Linked DNA regions of Mus musculus: all the other regions are linked to region 4. Evidence: chromatin contacts called from public promoter capture Hi-C data. All regions are on one chromosome and are shown on one strand. The core of a region is the stretch at or near the end of the contact, and the rest is flanking DNA. Distances in the headings are between cores, read along the strand shown. Region 1 overlaps Zcchc2 (zinc finger, CCHC domain containing 2). Region 2 holds the start of Rnf152 (ring finger protein 152). Region 3 has its middle 63 kb from the start of Zcchc2. Region 4 holds the start of Pign (phosphatidylinositol glycan anchor biosynthesis, class N).

Region 1 (4,449 bases), core at 904-3,403, 370 kb after region 4:
GTTGAGTATAAGTAGAATAGTGATTTCTCTCTCAGGGTCACAGGTGCTCTGAGCATTCACTCATTCACTTAAGCTCCCTCTAATACATTGAGACAGTTCAGTTAATAACACTAGATTTCTGTGTCATTGGGCTCTATTTAGCCTTTCTTTAGGAAGGTTAATTAACTTTTAATACTCTTACTTCAAGAATGTTTATTCTTGCCAGCTGTGCATAACCAGTCTTGCCTTAGTGAATGCAAACACTCTTACATCCCTCAAGTAATCCAGCTTCATTTGTGAGCAGAAAGATTCTTACAGTAGGCACAACATCTAACTCTGAGCTGTGGAGACTGCAGTGCAGCATCAGATAGGCCCTTGGTTCCCTCTCCCTGGGGAAGCTGGAGGGGCTTGTGTGTGTACCGTGGCGTGGTGCAGAGCAGCTTAGTGTCTGCCGTGAGGTGGTGACGTGACGGTGCTTTCTCCCTTACTCTGCCTCTTGTGTTCCAACAGCATGTCCATTGTAGGACTAATCTCATAGACTTACGTGTTCCCTGTTGAGTATATACTGTACAGATGCTAACTAATTCCATTTCTCCCCTGAAACATTTGAGTTAAATGTTCTCCTGAGCAAACTCCTTGACTGAATCATTTATAAGATACATTTTAAAATCAGGTGTGATGGCACAGAGTGGATTGTTAATGCTTATCCCAGTAATAACGTTAGTAGTACATGCATACGTCTTCATACTCCAGTACCCTGTTTTATTGCTGTTTTGCTTATTCCTCCATGTTTTAGAGATAAAGCATACTACAGGCCAGAGATCAGAGGAAGTCAGCTTGAGCAGTCAGGAAATGTGATAGAGGGAGCATTCCCGACTTGAGAATTAATTTGAATATACCAAGCTTTTAGTTCTAACATGAAAAATAGGAATTCAGCCTGGGTTGACCCGAATTTGTACGTTTTCTATAGATTCAGACAGCAATTCTGAAGATTCTGTGAATCCGTCGTCAGCCAGGTTTTCAGGTTATGGCTCTGTCGCCCAGACCATCGCAGTCAAGCCGCCTGCTGAGACTGTCTCCCTGGGAACCGAGGACGGGAATCTTTTGGAAGCTGCACTGACCTCACACAAGTACCCGCATATTCCCTTCATGCCAACTCTACACTGTGTCACGCACAACGGTGCCCAGAAGTCGCAAGTTGTCATTCCGTCGCCCAAATCTGCAGATGGCAAAACCTTAGGGATGCTTGTCCCTAATGCGGTGGCTATTTCTGCAGTGATGGAATCCTCAAATTCAGCCCCTGTTGGAATCCTAGGCCCGGCAGCTTCTGGGGAGTCAGAGAAACACCTTGAGTTGTTAGCTTCCCCTTTACCTCTCCCATCAACCTTCCTCCCACACAGCAGTGCGCCTGCTTTGCAGCTGACATTACAGAGTCTAAAGTTACAGCCACCACAGGGATCTTCTGACAGTTGTCCAGTTAGTATCCCACCACAACCAACCGGAAGTCTGAGCATCGGATCACCAAACACTGCCTTTATTCCTGTCCATAACCCAGGTAGTTTCCCAGGGTCTCCTGTGGCTACCACGGATCCCATCACAAAATCCGCACCCCAAGTGGTAGGACTAAATCAAATGGTGCCTCAGATTGAGGGGAACACAGGGACAGTCCCTCAGCCGAGCAATGTGAAGGTAGTTCTTCCGGCAGCGGGCCTCTCAGCTGCACAGCCACCAGCTTCCTTCCCCTTTCCAGGCTCACCCCAGGCTGCCAGTGCACTCCCCACCCAGAATTCCAGTGCGCTCAACGCAGCCACTTCTGCCCAGCCAGCAAGCACAGGCATCAGTCCATCCCAGTCCACAGTTCCCCCTGCTGTTCCCACCCACACCCCAGGCCCTGCCCCGAGCCCCAGCCCTGCCTTGACACACAGTACTGCACAGAGCGACAGCACGTCGTACATCAGTGCTGTGGGGAACACGAATGCTAACGGGACCATAGTGCCACCACAGCAGATGGGTCCCTGTGGTTCTTGTGGGCGAAGGTGCAGCTGCGGGACCAATGGAAACCTCCAGCTAAATAGTTACTATTATCCCAACCCAATGCCTGGACCAATGTACCGACTCCCATCATTCTTCACTCTGCCATCCATTTGCAATGGCAGCTACCTCAACCAAGCACATCAGAGCAATGGAAACCAACTTCCTTTTTTTCTGCCTCAGACTCCATATGCAAATGGACTGGTGCATGACCCAGTCATGGGGAGCCAAGCCAGCTATGGCATGCAGCAGATGGCAGGATTTGGGAGATTGTATCCTGTATATCCAGCACCTAATGTAGTTGCCAACACCAGTGGTTCTGGGCCCAAGAAGAATGGGAATGTCTCATGTTACAATTGTGGTGTAAGCGGACACTATGCACAAGACTGTAAGCAGTCATCCATGGAGGCCAATCAGCAAGGTAATCCCACTAACTCCCAGAGGACTTGTTTTTGAATTCCCAGTTTCTTCTTGATTATGTGGTACTGTCTTAGCAGAAAGATCCGTATGTGTGTTTGTTTACAGAGGTTGTATTTTCAGTAGCAAAATGCAGCCAGAGATGGCCAGCATAGACCCAGGCCCCGAGGTCATGGAGGAAGGTCTGAGGAAGTTTAGTTTGTCACTAAGGAGTGAACGGCAGAGGTGCTTGTCCAGGCTCAGGGCACAGCATGCATAGTACATTCTGTAATGTTGGTTCCTTGCATACAGGGCTGTAGTTTAAGAATACAGTCCTCGTACATAGAGGAAGCAGACGGGTTAAACTAGGATGTGAGCCAGTTCCCCGCATACATGGTTAGAGTCTGTGCACACAGCTGGCTCCTATCTGAGCCCCTGCTGCCCTTTGATTCTGTACACATAAGGCAAAAAACCAAGAGGCCATGGAATCTTTACAGCAACAAAGCTTTGTGAACACCAGTTTGGGAGTAAATTTGAAGAGTGCTAACAGCAGAAGAAAAACATGCACTTTACTAGCTAGGTGTGGGTAAGGGACCAGATTCAGTTCTTTTGTATTTGTCATTGTGCCAGATCTTACCTGGGGAATGTCTTGAAACAGGAGTATATTAATTAGGCATCCTCAAAGGGAAACCCAGTTAATTAGCTTTAGGTTATACTTAAAGCTCAAGCTCTCCTCTGCTTTTGAGAGTAGCTTACTTGCTGTTTTGGACTGGAGTTAGTGCTGAGGAAAGGCCTTTGAAAGCATGCTCATTTGCAGTCTTGTGTAGTGGTTTGTGATGCGTGTAGTCATAAGCGGTGACTTAGCCGTTCTGTCTTTCCTGTTTTAGGCACTTACAGACTGAGATACGCACCTCCCCTCCCCCCTTCTAATGATACGTTGGATTCTGCAGACTGAACGAGTAAAGCTTGCCTACTTAATGCACTCAAGTGTGGGGAGTCATGGGGTGTGGAGGGGAGGAAAGGAAAGGTATTTTGTTTCTTTGTCTGTCCATTTCCTCACTTTCTATGCAGTTGGGAGTTTTCATTTCTCTTTTACCTGTGTCCAGAATATGAAAGAATGTGATGCTCCTGAGCCTCTGGTCTCCTGGTCCAGCAGCCGGCTTACATGTATGACACTTGTAACTTCAATTTCAGACAAACTCTTGAACGGAAAACATTGATGTGTGCTTTTTTACACTGACTACTTGCTGTGTGCAATGTTTACTGAATCTTTAAACTGTGTATCTGACCTTAGTTGTTTCCACAACACTGGTTAACAGTCTTATGGTTTTCTTCTTCCTGGCTTTCCTCACTTTGACCCTGAACCCAACTTCTCTTCCAGCTACCCTCTCTCCCTGGCCTGCGGCAAGGGTGCTCAGCAGTGTCCTTGTCACACTTCAGTAACCTGTCTGAACCAAGGCAACATGTTTCACTGTAAATTTTAGACGTCAGATTTCCAAGAAGTATGTATATATGTCATAAGAGCATCACGTAAATGCATATATGCAGCACCTGTCCAAATAACATGAGAACAAGTGGGAGAGAGGAAATCAGACTCGGGAAGCCCCAAATGGGGAGTGGACAAACAGGCTGTTCTTGAGCGAAAACAGCAGTTCCTTCCATCACACTTCTGAGAGACTCAAAGGGGACACACTGGTGTGAATGTTCTTCTCTGTGTGCTTGTATCTGTGATGACAGTCAACATCCAGGGCTTCCTGTCGTCTGCCACCTTGACCTACCCAGACACTGCTGAGTGAAGATGTCCTCTTCCCTACCTGGCTGTTGCAGTGTCACACTGTTACAATGTGTGTGGTTTATTGCATCAGAACAGAAGCTAGTGGGTTTTCTCAAAAGTCAGGTACCTGCTTCCTAAGCCGAGTCTCCTCAGCCAAGTCACTTTTATAACCCTTTACCACTATGCTTGATACAATGTGAAAGACTGCGTGGAGTGTGTTGAGATGGTGTTTGTTAATCATGTCAGTGTCGTGTCACTAAGTTTAATGC
Region 2 (4,144 bases), core at 746-3,245, 310 kb before region 4:
CCAAACCCATATTTATGTACAACTGTCTGTGTACTGACAGCATCAAAATTCACACCATCCAGTGGAACTAATACAGGTCCAATATAAGTGGCTCCCAGTGACCTCTCCAAAAGGAAAGGATGAAGTCATTTGCAATGTTGGTGGAACAAGACATTCGAGTGAAGTCCCAAAGGTAGGACAGACTTTTTTTGCTTGCTTGGGTGGCCCCTACTCCCTCACAAATACAAATGCTGTGAAAGCAGAAACACCCAGGCAGCCCTGTGTCAGCGCTGTGGGCCCAAATGACCCAGAGACACCCAGGCAGTTACCCAGATCATTGGGGTTACCTGAATCTGTCACGCGTCCCTTTCACCCCCTTCTGCGTGTTGACATCAAGTGGAAACAGTAAGCGTTTGGGAGACAAGAGGCTGACAAGCAGGAAGCGCGATTGAGACCCAGCTTTGTTCAGCCTGCAGTGAAATACATGCAGTAATAGTTAGATACTCCCAGCACAGACAGAAATCCAAGCACCCTCCGAGACCACTGGAACACGAGTAGGCGTCCCGAGAGGATGAGAATGGGGGGTAGAAGACTGGTAAAACAGGGAAGGGTCATTAAGGCTCTCCTGGATAAATAATCACCTCCTGGCTCCTCTGCAGTCTACGCCCCCCCTGCCGCGCCCCCAAGTTATCCCGCGGTAAAGCGGCTACCATCAACCGTAATGCCTCAGAAATATAGGAGTCAGGATGGAGAATACCATCATCTTTTTAAGGCAAAATGCTAGCAAAATACACGAGTTAAGCCCACACAGCTAGCAATGCGGGGCATGTAGTCGCCTGCCCAGACAAACACACACACACACACACACACACACACACACACACAATCAGGGATGCATCTGAGAGTATCCTTTCGTTGCCTGGCCACCACCTCAAGTCACTGTCTCTGTTTTGTCAATTACCCTACTGTTTCCAAATCTATGCAGCACTCCCCCACCACACCCCCACGGTAGGCGGGATCCCAAACCAACACTGTGGAGAAGCTCCCCACAAGTCCTGCCGGCTTTGTCCTGCTGCTGTCCTTCCAGAAGCAAGCGCCCCAGGCCCGTGGGTCCGCACAAAAGACCCCCAGAATCTGGCCCTCCATTCGGCCCCCTTTTCCAATAATGGCTTGGGGGCAACTTCTAGCTAGGAATCGGGAGTAGGAAGGCAGGACAGGACTGGAGGGGACGACCCAGGGCTTGAGAATGCTGGGGGGGGGGGGGGGGCACGGCAGGGATGTGCGCGCACCTCAAGGGCGCGTGCGGCGCGTGCATGAGGCGAGCTCCCGGGACCAGAGCTCCAGGGGGCATCCCAGGACTCCGAGGAACCAGAGTCAGCTGCCATGACCCCATCGCGCTCCCAACTCAAAGCAAAGCCCGAGGAAAACCCAACTCCCGGGACCACCTCCTCGAGAGACGCCTCTCCAGCTCCGCACTCCTTTAACCAAACAAACCACCCCAATCATAGTCCAGGAAGAACCTCCAGTTATATCTCAGGCTACCGTTGCCCTTTCCCGCTTTCTCCTAGGCACAGCCTTCCACGCGAGTCCCCTCTGCACCCGGGACCTGGGAGCACACTGAACAGGAAAACAAACCGAAACTCACTGACCTCTCTCAGCAGCAGGCTCGGCTCTGTTACGCCGCCGGCGGCTGCAGCAACGTCGGAAGCATCCCGGGGGTCCGCACTGCCCGCTGCGCTCTGCTAGACGAGCGCTGAGGGCCGGCTGCTGCCTGCTCCTCCCGCCGCAGGTTGCGGGGCAGCGCGGGCAGAGTGGCGGCAGCGCCTCCCGCAGCCCAGCCCTGCTCGTCTCTCCTTTGGCTTCAGGCGGCGCCCTCCACCTGCCCGGCTGTCCTCCGCCTCCACGATCGGACACCCGCCGCCAGGCACCGGACACTGAGCGGAAGCTTTTGGTGTCACCCCCAGAGACCCAAGCACTGAAGGGAGCGGGAGGCTGAGTGAGCTCTGCTCCGCGGACCGCCCCTCCCCGGCGGCTCCACCCCCTCCCGCACTCCACCCGGCAGCTTGGCCGGCACGTCCGACTGTCTGTCTGTCGGTCGGTCCCCAGTGGCCAACCTCTTGGTGTGGGTGGGGAAGCAGGGACGCGCCCTCTACCCACCGTAGACCAGCGAGCACCTGGACCGAGCACGGAAGGAGGACCTGAACGGTATCAGGTGTGACCTAGAGGCCGAGCACCACAGGCTAGAACGACTGGGACTGGCCAAGGTGGTGACCCAGCTGCGGCTCTGGACTCAAGACCACAGGGGAGAGGGAGGAGTCTAGGCTATTGCCTTTCCCCTGGGTTCTTTTTGGCTGCCCCTGAAAGTTCACTAACCCAACAAGGGCAGGAACCTGTCAGCATGGAACGGGATATGCTCCCAAAGAGCCCCACAGGGACACCTCACACCTCAACCTCCTGTGTAAAGGAAGCTCACAGGAGAGGTGAACAGGAAGGAGCCTAGAGGGTCTACTAAGTTTACCCTATTGCCCACCTTAAAACCCAACTTCAGGCTCAGAGGTAAAGTGCTTGCTTGCCTAGGGTGCATGAATCTGGATTTATCCTCTGTACTCCTAAACAGAAACAAAGCCCTTACCTTTGGGATATGCTTTTAATGTCATGTAACCCCAGGAGAATCTAAAGATAAGGTCTCTTCCTGCTTTTTCACTTAACATATAGTGGAGAAAAGGGGAGATAGGTGTCCCCTGCTGGTCTGGGGCACCATGCCTGAGTTCTGGGGCCTTTTGGGATCCATTCTATTAAGAAACTGAAAACTGACCTGAGTTATGTCTCCTCATCTCTGTGGTTCAGCTAAAGGAGCTCTGTTAATGCACAGAGCAAATGGCTTCTTCTAGACTTCAGGTACTGGGCTCCCTTCATGGGTCCTATGTTCCTTCTTACACAGCAGTGGTTCTCAACCTTCCTAATACCGTGACCCTTTAACACAGTTGCTCATGTTATGGTGACCCCCCCAGCCATAAAATTGTTTTTGTTGCTAACTTCATATAGCAACATTAGCTACTGTTACAAATCAGAATGCAACTATCTGTGTTTTCCAATGGTCTTTTGTGACCCCTGAAGGGGTTGTGACCCACAGGTTGAGAACTGCTGTTGTTCCAGAAGTCCTGAGACCCATGATGGCTCTGTATGAGCTAATGAATCCGTGTTGGCAGCTGGTCCTACTTGCTTTGTCCCACGTGTACAACTTGTGAATTGGTGTTCCAATCAGGCTATTAACACATCGGGAGGCGGGGGCGCGGGGGGGGGGGCGGGGGGGGGACCTGCATCCGGGAGACCCACAAAGCTTGCAGTCTCTGGATCCCAGTAGGAGCTCTGCTTCCTCCAGTCACCAGGCAGACTCTTGCTCCATTGTTCCCTTATCACCTCTACAGCACCCACAGAGGCTCTGCATGCATGTCTTAGGAACCTAAGGTTACTTTGCAAGAATATCTTTAACTTCACCATCAATGTGGGGGTGGGATTAGCCCAGTGGAGGTTGTACAGACCTCCTGCAGAGGCAGAAGGATCTCTGTAAGTTCGAGGCCAGCTTGATCTACAGAGCAAGTTCTAGACAATCAGGGCTACATAGAAAAACCCTGTCTCAAAAAAATAATTTTTTTTAATAAAAAAATTAAAAAGGCCTTTTGGAGGCAGAGTCTCATACATGTAGCCTAGGCTAAGCTGGAATTTATCAGGCAGCACAGACCATTCTGGTACTCCTCCTGCCTCATTTTCCTAAGAACTGGAATTCCTAGTTTTTAGTTATATTTTATTTAGGGAGAGGGGTGCACACCGGTGACAGTATAGGTATGGAGGACAGGTTGCACTTTCAAGACTCCGTTCTCCCCTTCCCCATGAGACTGCACTCAGATCATCAATCTAGGATCAGGCAATCTAGGACAGGCATCTTATTCACTGAGCCATGTTGTGGACTCTGGAAAAAAATAATAATGAGAAACTAGGCAAGGTATTAACAACTCAGATGTTGGTCAGGGACTTGAAATAAAGAAGGTGATTCATAACACCCCAACATTTTACCAGCAGAGCTTAGCCCAGAAATATTATTATGCATGAGTGCCTCTCAAGATTGCTTTTAGGAAAGCAATTTCAGGATTCAGTAATTATTCTA
Region 3 (4,644 bases), core at 1,597-4,096, 390 kb after region 4:
TAGCACTTGTTTTTATAGGTGTGCTGAGTGAGAATCAAAACTCAGGACCTTCTGCTTCCCTGACAAGGACTTTATCAACTGAGTGAACCCTACTTTTGCTTTCTCTCTCTCTCTCTCTCTCTCTCTCTCTCTCTCTATATATATATATATATATATATATATATATATATATATATATATATATATATATATATAACATATGTGAATAAACCTTCACTGTTCTTAGACAGACCAGAAGAGGGCATCAGATCCCATTACAGATGGTTGTGAGCCACCATGTGGTTGCTGGGAATTGAACTCAGGACCTCTGGAAGAGCAGTCAGTGTTCCTAACCTCTGAGCCATCTCTCTAGCTCCACTTTTGCTTTCTTTTACCAAGAGACTTGGGTAAGAGAGATGGCTTAGGAGCGCACGTTCTGCGTGGCCTGGTGTAGTGGCTCATGCCTTTAGTCTCAGCTCTAGGGAAGCACAGTTAAAACTGGGAGTTCTAGGCCAGTCAGGGCTACACGCTGAGAACCTGTCTGGAAAGGCATGTGGGTCTGTTCTTCTGGAGACCTGGAGTTCAACTCTCATCCCCAAGTCAGGAGGCTCACAATTTCCTGTAACTCGGCTCCAGAGGATTCGGTGCCTCTGGCCTCTGTGGACATCGGCGCACATGGGCACAGACTCCACATGCACATGCATAGTTAAAAACAAATATATAGAAAAGAAATGGTGCCCATTCCTGTTGGACTTTGAGGGTCACACCCCTCAGGAGATGAGTGATGGGGATCGGTAGATCTGTGAGGTACCTTTTCCTCCATGAGGCAAGAAAAGGACCTGCAAAGCCCTTAGCTCCCTGTAGAGATAGGAAAGGCAGGCAACGTTTCTCAAAGGAAAAACAGATGGCTTTGTTTTTATTTTTAAATGTAACATATAAACATGGCATACTCATAAACAGTATTTTTAATACAGTTACATATTAAAATGCTAAAATTTTCCCTCCCGGGGATAACCTACCCCCTGCACTCTATGTGTGGGTCTGCTGCTGTGCCAAACCGTTCCCTGACAGGCCTTGATGCTTTTTCCCTTGTACGGGGGCTGAAGGGGGGGGGCAGGGAGCTCCTCTTTCCTATGCTGGTTTTGTTTTTGTTTTTGTTTTTGTTTTTTGATAAGGTATAACACTCCTACAGTAAGGTGCGTGCGTTTGCCCTAGCCTCCCACTGCTAGTATTACAGGGTGTGTCACCGTGCCTGCTTTATTCTGTGATGGGAGAGCTCATGGCTTCATGCGTGCTAAGCAAGCAATGCATTAAGGTCTTCCCCTGGGTCCCAAGGATGTATTATACAGGAAATCCACTTTGACCAAGTGAAGGAAGTGTTATCCCTGTTAAGCTCTTGGCTTGTGTGAGAGAGAGAGTTGCCTCCTCTATACTTTGTCCTGTTTTAATGATGCACATGCTATGGTTTAAATTAAAACATTAGTTGTGGCAAAATCAATCTAATCATTATTTGGCCTTCACCACCAGGAGCGTAGTTTGGTTGTGAAGCACGTACACCCTGCGGTACTCCAGGTTTTCTTTGACTTTGCAAGTCTGGAACTCTGCGCCTGTCCATCCAACGTCTCCCTCCTGACCTGGTCACCGCTCTCTGCTCCTTTTTGATTTTGCTTTGTTGTCTTGAAACAGGGTCTCACTATACAGTCTCCGTCGGCCTAAGTGCTAACTCTGTAGTCCAGGCTGCCCTCAAAACTCACAGAGATCCACCTGTCTCAGCCTCCTGAGTTCAGGGATTCAAGAGTACACCTCCATGCTTGCCCCACATGCCTCAGCACACTCCTTGTGGGGGTCAGAGAGCAACGTCAGGAGTCTGTTCTCTCGTTTCACCAGACACAGGTCCCAGGAGTTAAGCTGGGTTGCCAGGCTTGCTTGAGTGGTAAGCCCCTTTACCTACTACGTCATCTTGCCGGGCCCCACGACTCTTCTCGGGGTGTCTGAATTTCATTTCTTTGGATACTGTGGGCTTAGTAGATTTATATAGAATTTGCTGTTTTGAACCTAGCTTATTTCACTTAGCAGGCTAAATGGATATCCTCGGGACACATTTATGTTGTGGCATATGTCACAATTCCTTTTCTGAGCCTGCATGATACTCCATTGCACGTCTGTCTCACAGTTTGCACATATCAGTCCATCCATCAATGAATATTCCAGCTGGTTCTGCCTTTTGACTCACCATAAGATATTGTTGTGAATATTGAGCTGCAAATATGTTTTCAAGAGCTTCCCTTCAATGTGAGGAGCTTCTTGGAGGAGGTGGGTTTGCTGCCCCTACAGCAACTGCCCCTCTGTCTTTTGAAGAATTGCCACACTTTTTTCTACAGGCACTGCACCAGCAGTTCCCAGAGCTTCAATTTCTTCACGACGTCACCAATTTTTGTTCTTTATTATTGTTTGTTTTTGGAGAGTGGGTGTCTTCGTGAATCTGCATTGTGCTTTGCTTTGCACGCCCCTGGTGGTCAGTGCTATCAGGCGGCTTCTCACAGATTCATGGCTACTGTATATCTCTAGACAAATGTCTACAAGTCATTACCCATGTTTACATTAATCTCTTTGGTTGGTTTTTGTTGTTCAGTTCTAAGTACATGTTACACTTAAAATCAGAAAATCATTTCACAAAGAAAGGAGACAATGCGCAGAGAAAGCCAACATGGAGGGGGTCGTGGCAGAAAGCTTTAAAAGCTTTTGGCTCTAAAAAGAAAAGGTTCAGCCATTGGGATTTTTGAGCAATTGCTATGTATTTCAGTGTAGACTAGGCACTCTGTTAACAAAGAATTCCCAGAACTTAGTGATTCAGAGCCAGGTATTGCACCCTTCAAGTCCAGCCTGAGGGAAGGGTGGGAGTTACAAGAGAACAAAAGGACTTTGACTTATGTAATCATTCAGGGATGTCCTTTTGGGTATCCATGGGAGAGGGTAAAGGAAGGACTACACGAGGGTAATTTTGGGGGCTCGGTCATTCCAACACCAGGCGCTATTGAAGAGACAGGAGCCTCCTCTTCTTGTGTCCTAAAGAAAGTGCATTGTTTTGGCCACAGCCCCTTAGGTGACTAAGCCATGTCATTCTTCATACAGAGACACACTCTTCTTTTACCCTAGAGAGTCACCCAAAGTCCCACTCAGGCACTTCTTCTGGGATTCCTTGATTATATCTTTTTCTCCCTGGGGACCACAAATCAGCTCTATTGTCCAGCAACCAGTACACCACATCTTAGCTATCTTCTAGCCGTAGACACAACATCTGGGGACAGCACCTTACCATCTGACAGGCCCTGGGATGGACTGTGCTCTGGGTGGTATGATAGAAACTGCTAGTGTTAGAGACAGAGCTCTGGCAGCCCCAACAAGTTGGGGTTGGGCTTCTGTCCCCAGTTCACCTTTTAAAGAATCATGGTATCTGGGAAGTAGAGAAAGGAGATGTATCCAGTGTAGCCACAATGGGAAAAGATGGGCGTAAGGCCAGTGACACTCCAGGTGAGCCTTCAAAGTACTGACATGAGATTTATCTTCTTTTATTTTTTATCTTTATTGAAAATAGATTCTCTCATACAATACACCACCTCGACCACAGTTCACCCTATTTCTATGCCTCCCATCTCCCACCACCACCTCCCCTCTCCCTCAGACACACTCACCCTCCATTTCCTCTTCAGAAGAAAGCGAGCATCCAAGAGACCACAGCCAAATAAGACAAAAGCAAGCTACACTAAGACAAGGCAAACGCCCTTATATCCAGTCTGGGCAAAGCAACCCAGCAGAAGGAAGAGGCCCGAGAGCAGGGAAAAGACTCAAGAGAGACACCTGCTCCCACTGTTACGAGTCCCATAGAAACACCAAGCTAGCATCCAGCATCTAAGCAGGGGACCTGGTGCGGACCGGTGCATGTTCGTCCATGCTTGCAACTTCAGTATCTGTGAGCCTGTGCGACCCCATGTGAACCCTGCTTAGTTGACTCAGTGGACCGTGTTCTGGTGTGCTTCACTCCCTCTGACTTTTACCATCTTTCATCCTCCTCTTCCTGGGATTTCCCTGATCTCCAGAGTAAGAGACCCAGTAGAGAGCCTCCACTTTAGACTCTCTCCACATAATGAATGGCTTCGGGACTCTGCATCTTCCCATCTGCTTTCGGAGAGAAGCTCCTCTGATGATGACTGGACAAGGCACCAATCTAGGAGTACGGCAGAATATCATTAAGAATCTTCTGGTTTTGTTTGTTTGTTTGTCTGTTTGTCTGTTTGTCTGTCTGTTTGTTTGTCTGTTATGTTTGATTCTCCGGGCTATCCAGGGACTGTAGGGCATGGGCTCCCTCTTGCGGATTGGACCTCAAGTTAAACCAAACATTGGTTGGCCACGCCCACAAGGTCTAGTTCCAGCACATCTTGCAGGCACGACAGATTGTAACAGGTCAAGGGTTTTGTGAATGAGTTGGGGTTCAGGTTTCTCTTTTCTTAGCCTGCAGAGTACCTTCTCTGGCCAAAGGTACTAGAAACTAGGGGTAAAGGCTCCATGCAGACACCAACTTGGTCTCTCTACGTTCAGTGAGCTGTAGATGTACTTGGTAATGGGTCCTGCTGTCAGTTTTCAGAGAGCTACTTTCTGTCCTAGCAT
Region 4 (4,513 bases), core at 1,758-4,257:
ATTTAGGACTATGGAATTCTAAAATAATTTTAATATATAAATGATTTAAGTATTTAGGAGAAAAACCCTATCTTTTCTATTTTTATTGTTAAGAGACAAACTTCAATGACTATCCTTACTTATTCAGGTAAGATGTCAGCCCTAAAGACTTTGACCTAGGTCAGTCTTCCAAAGAAGAAAGACATTTTCCAACAACTATTAATAAATTATAAGTAGAGGGCAGAATTTCTTAATATCCCAGTGTGTGCATTAAAACTATTCAAGCATGATACTGAGAGGCAAAGTACCCTATGGGAAGATGGTTCAGCTGATTTGTTGAGAACTTGCAGTTAGACAAACAAGCCCTTAGTTATAGGATAGGAACTAGAAGCACTCCAGATGGTAGGTCAGCCACTAAACTCTACTTTCAACTTAAGACTCAAAGGCAAACCTTTTAAACCTATTTTTAATTTGTGCTTTCAAATTCAGTCCCTAAATTCATGCTGCTGCCTCTTTTTGCCCTACTGACATAACTTTCACAGGCTCTGCTAGTCATTGATACCCGTGTTTCAAAAACCTGCCAAATGTCCTCAGTATCCAGTATTTCATTGATTAACTGACTGTACTGGCTGGTTTTGTATGTCAACTTGACATAGGCTGCAGTTATCACAGAGAAAAGAGCTTCAGTTGAGGAAATGCCTCCATAAGATCCAGCTGTGGGGCATTTTCTCAATTAATGATCAAGGGGGAAGGCCCCTTGTGGGTGGGACGATCTCTGGGCTGTTTGTCTTGGGTTCTATAAGAGAGCAGGCTGAGCAAGCCAGGGGAAGCAAGCCAGTAAAGAACATCCCTCCATGGTCTCTGCATCAGCTCCTGCTTTCTGACCTGCTTGAGTTCCAGTCCTGACTTCCTTTGGTGATAAACAGCAATGTGGAAGTGTAAGGCGAATAAACCCTCTCCTCCCTAACTTGCTTCTTGGTCATGATGTTTGTGCAGGAATAGAAACCCTAACTAAGACACTGACCACACTAACATTTGCTGCCAACCAGCTACCAGGCACTGTGGCAAGAACATTCACAATTCTATGTACTTTCATTATCTCTCTGGGCAGATGAATGTAAGAGAAGATGGGAGAATTTAGGTCCAAACATTTTCAACGTCTCACAATAAATGATATGTATATGATGTGCCCTTCTATTATTTTAAGAGCAGTTTTCCTCAGGCACCCTAAAAGTATATTTCTAAGCATCGCCATTACAAAGAAGAAGAAAATACACATTTCTGCTCATGTTTTTCCCATGCCATTCACTAATCCTCCATTCCAAAATTTGGTTACATTTTTAATCTCTTTGACAATATCAAAGTTAGAACTGATACCCCCTTTTGCTAAGAAATGTGAAACATTAAAATATTGCTCATTCTATACTATTGCCATGTTACTGAGGATTTTTTTCCAGATTCATTAATAAATAGCACAGTACAGCATTTAGTCCAACGAATTGGAAGCTAAAAGTCTTATTTAAAAAAAAATCCTTACTACTAACACTATTTTTAAATTGCTTCACAATGTAGCAAGGGTCTTTATGGTCTTTTACTATTTGGGCTAACTTTCTCCCCATCTCCCGGTCTCCTATGCTCATTTAAACCACCCACCCCAACCTCCAGTATTCCCCCTCCCACCTTCATATCACATGTAACATACTTTAAAAGCTCCTGTTAAAAAGCCCAAATAATAACTATATAGTAATACCAACCAAAGAAAGCATTTCAGAGCCTCATTCAAATGAAATTTTAGTTTCCTGTGAGACTGATTAAACTGAAATTAAAACCTACACTTAACTGCTGGGATACTTTACATGTAAACCGGTAACCAGACCTGAGGTCATATAACAATGCTCTATTTTTATTTTCCACAAAGATAAAGGAGATACTTCATTATATATATCAGAGCAGATGGTTAGCACTGTTGGCTATTTATTTTGTTGTCTGTTAGGACCTGGTGTTAATAAGAACTTAATTCTAAAACCAGGAAAAAGTGGCATTCTATGTTTAACAAAATAGAAGATATGAGGGCTAGGAGTCTAATAGCGACAGGGAAACTTCTTATCACCTCAAACTACAATCAAGGAATAGCATAAAGGATAAATGATATTCCAAACCTACGAGTATAGTTATGTGCTAAATGTTTCATAAAGGCCATCAAATCTCTCTACAGAGTACAATTTTTTAAATCGCTAAAATTTGATTGATCCATAAAGAAAACCTCGATTCTAGCCTAAATGGACTTAGCAAGGTTTCAGGGGATTGTGGAAAAGAATGGTTTTGGACAAAAGATAGGTGATACTTGTTCCAACGAATGTGTCCTAGTGCAGTGGACATGACCAGGCCACTGAAGCGGCCCAGACAACTTAGTTGTACTGAAGAGATAGCGCTGATAGTTTGAAAAGTTCCTTTGATGTAAAGTGTATGTTAATTTCCATGGGTTTACATATTACTTAGTTTGTCGTCCAAGACCAGGCTGTTCACAGATGAGTGTAAAGGCATCTCGAAACTCAAATGTTGCAACTTCCGTCCAGGCTCTATCTGCACCCTTCAGCTTTCTAAGTCCTATTCCCGGACGGAGGGGGCGGGAAGGCGCCCTCCTTAACCACAAGGAGGCCATGCCGTCGCCAGATCTCCAGGGGAGAGAGCAGATGGCTGGGAAACTAGGGAAGAGCAAAGAAGCCAGATTCTGACCGCTGCTCAGAGCACTTGCTATCTGGGCGGTGACAGCAAACAGCGACAAAAAACTGAAGCGTGAAGGGAGAAGCGGGCGTGGGAACACCTTAAGTGCAAGGGTCCCGGGACTTTACCTGAGAACTATCCGGCTCAGGCCCAGTCTTGGGAACGGGACCTCCTCAGAACGAAGGCAGGACCCAGGGCGGTGAAAGATGTCGGGAGGGTTCCCTTCAACCCTCAAAAACCACAGCCAAATCGTACCCCTCAGCGACCTCCACCTCTACTGCTCCAGGGAACGCCCCCAACCTGCCCCAGGCCTTCGCTGCTCTCGCGATAACTCTCTGGCCAGGTCCTGTAACTCCAGCCAATCCTCGAGAGCTTGTGGGCGGGGTCTTATGTTTGAGCCTGGAGCGGTTCCTTCGATCTTGCCACTCCAAGGCCAGAGGTGGGTGGGGCTGAGGCGGGGACGGGGCGGGGCGAAGATGGGACCAAGCCAGTTCTCGCGAGACTAGGGACCAGGAAGACGCCTGCAGAGTCGGCTACTGGTGCAGCAGCGGCTGAGACGGGAGGTGCTGCTGCATACCGGGCTCCTGCCTCCCAGTCCGGCCTAGGCTCTAGGTGAGGAGAGGTGCGGTCGGCCTGGGCTGCCTAGGTGGTCGGCGGCTCTCGGGACCTAACGGGGATTCAGGCTGAGGGCCTGTCGGGCCAAGCAGGGAAGCACCCACATTCCTGACAGAATAAGATGGCGGCGATGGCGCCCGGAGGTGGTGGCAGTGGTAGCGGAGTAAATCCTTTCCTCAGTGATTCGGATGAGGACGACGACGAGGTAGCGGCAACCGAGGACCGGCGGGCAGGACTTCGGCTGGGTGCCGGGGTCGGCCTAGATCCTGGTTCTGCAGGCTCCCTGTCGCCACAGGACCCCATGGCCCTGGGAAGCAGCGCGCGGCCGGGGCTCGCTGTGGAGATGTCCGCCGCCCCGGCGGCTCCGGGGGGCAGCGGGGAGACCCCTGCCCGATTGTCAATCGATGCCATCGCCGCTCAGCTGTTGCGCGATCAATACTTGCTGACCGCCCTGGAGCTGCACACCGAGCTGTTGGAGAGCGGCCGCGAGCTACCACGACTGCGCGATTACTTCTCCAATCCTGGCAACTTCGAGAGGCAGAGTGGGACCCCCCCAGGGATGGGGGCGCCCGGGATCCCTGGCGCCTCCATCGTCGGAGGCGCTGGAGGTCGGGAACCGAGTACGACGTCGGGCGGAGGACAGCTCAGTAAGTAGGCGTCGCCTGTCACACCTGCAGATGGGGGATTAGAGTTGGAGTGCAGCTGAAGGGGATTGTGGGCGGGTACTGAGTCTAGGGTCGTCTTGAGAAGGGAGAGTATGTTGAGTGAGATGCGAGGTGTCCTGTGTACTGCAAACAGAAAGATCCTGCTGTAGCTCTTCTTTGCATTGGTTTCCGATCTTTGGCAGGTGTTGTACAGCTCCTGGCTCCCCGTTGGTGTTGGGACCTATAACATCAGGGTTTCCAGTTTATTGAGTATTATGGCACTCTAGAAAGCTTCCTTATTGCCTGGGCATTTTTCTCTAGGCAGTTTTCCTTTTTTCCCCAGGCTGTTGAATCACACTACGAGGAAATAAAATGTTTCTTAGTAATTCTTTGACTCAAGAAAAAGAACAAACAGGAAATGTCAGCCCTCTGTACTGAAGTTCAATCCACTGAAGATCTTTTGTCTTTGCTTTTCCATTATTTTGTATCATTAATATATGCTAATAAAAAGAAGGAAATGAGATGTGTCTGCTTCATAGAATGTTTTCTGT

Evidence for each region. Promoter capture Hi-C pulls out the DNA fragments that hold promoters and counts their contacts.
Region 1: a contact with region 4 is called in a promoter capture Hi-C map of the HPC-7 cell line, with 7 times the contacts expected there. The contact joins the enhancer-like site here to the promoter of Pign in region 4. A contact is called at or near these places in 23 of 39 promoter capture datasets (the 3T3-L1 cell line, 3T3-L1-derived adipocytes, the C10 cell line and 14 more), 1 of 15 datasets of contacts at CTCF or cohesin (the NIH/3T3 cell line), 47 of 484 Hi-C or Micro-C datasets (the 3T3-L1 cell line, 3T3-L1-derived adipocytes, the C2C12 cell line and 29 more), 23 of 115 datasets of contacts at active chromatin or transcription factors (the NIH/3T3 cell line, the SCID.adh cell line, T-cell acute lymphoblastic leukemia and 17 more) and 2 of 9 other capture datasets (adipose tissue and liver).
Region 2: a contact with region 4 is called in a promoter capture Hi-C map of stem cell-derived epiblast-like cells, with 2.4 times the contacts expected there. The contact joins the promoter of Rnf152 here to the promoter of Pign in region 4. A contact is called at or near these places in 15 of 39 promoter capture datasets (cranial neural crest, embryonic stem cells, epiblast stem cells and 9 more) and 3 of 115 datasets of contacts at active chromatin or transcription factors (astrocytes, embryonic stem cells and large pre-B cells).
Region 3: a promoter capture Hi-C map of trophoblast stem cells shows a contact between it and region 4, with 3 times the contacts expected there. The contact joins the enhancer-like site here to the promoter of Pign in region 4. A contact is called at or near these places in 17 of 39 promoter capture datasets (the 3T3-L1 cell line, 3T3-L1-derived adipocytes, the C10 cell line and 12 more), 1 of 15 datasets of contacts at CTCF or cohesin (the NIH/3T3 cell line), 9 of 484 Hi-C or Micro-C datasets (the 3T3-L1 cell line, the HPC-7 cell line, embryonic fibroblasts and 4 more), 12 of 115 datasets of contacts at active chromatin or transcription factors (T-cell acute lymphoblastic leukemia, bone marrow-derived macrophages, embryonic basal ganglia and 8 more) and 2 of 9 other capture datasets (adipose tissue and pancreatic islet).

What each region holds. Positions count from the first base shown.
Region 1 is chr1:106,028,803-106,033,251 of GRCm38.p6, forward strand. It overlaps Zcchc2 (zinc finger, CCHC domain containing 2), which reads left to right. Exons shown (of 14, transcript NM_001122676.1): 13 at 950-2,431; 14 at 3,294-4,449. The coding sequence ends at 3,361. Among named protein-coding and RNA genes, the nearest start is that of Zcchc2, 41 kb to the left of the region's middle. Within about 2 kb of position 2,154, at least 42 of the 459 cell types and tissues checked have an H3K27ac peak or open chromatin away from gene starts, as enhancers often do. A contact at or near this core is called in the HPC-7 cell line, bone marrow-derived macrophages, cerebral cortex and 2 more, where this site is marked.
Region 2 is chr1:105,354,715-105,358,858 of GRCm38.p6, forward strand. It overlaps Rnf152 (ring finger protein 152), which reads right to left and starts at 1,996. Exons shown (of 3, transcript NM_178779.4): 1 at 1,629-1,996; 2 at 327-449. It overlaps Gm17634 (predicted gene, 17634), which reads left to right and starts at 1,293. Exons shown (of 2, transcript NR_151540.1): 1 at 1,293-2,191.
Region 3 is chr1:106,050,820-106,055,463 of GRCm38.p6, forward strand. No RefSeq gene overlaps it. Among named protein-coding and RNA genes, the nearest start is that of Zcchc2, 63 kb to the left of the region's middle. Within about 2 kb of position 2,847, at least 1 of the 459 cell types and tissues checked has an H3K27ac peak or open chromatin away from gene starts, as enhancers often do. A contact at or near this core is called in trophoblast stem cells, where this site is marked.
Region 4 is chr1:105,660,669-105,665,181 of GRCm38.p6, forward strand. It overlaps Pign (phosphatidylinositol glycan anchor biosynthesis, class N), which reads right to left and starts at 3,008. Exons shown (of 31, transcript NM_013784.3): 1 at 2,832-3,008. Relch (RAB11 binding and LisH domain, coiled-coil and HEAT repeat containing) reads left to right here and starts at 3,193. Exons shown (of 29, transcript NM_173187.4): 1 at 3,193-3,965. The coding sequence starts at 3,440.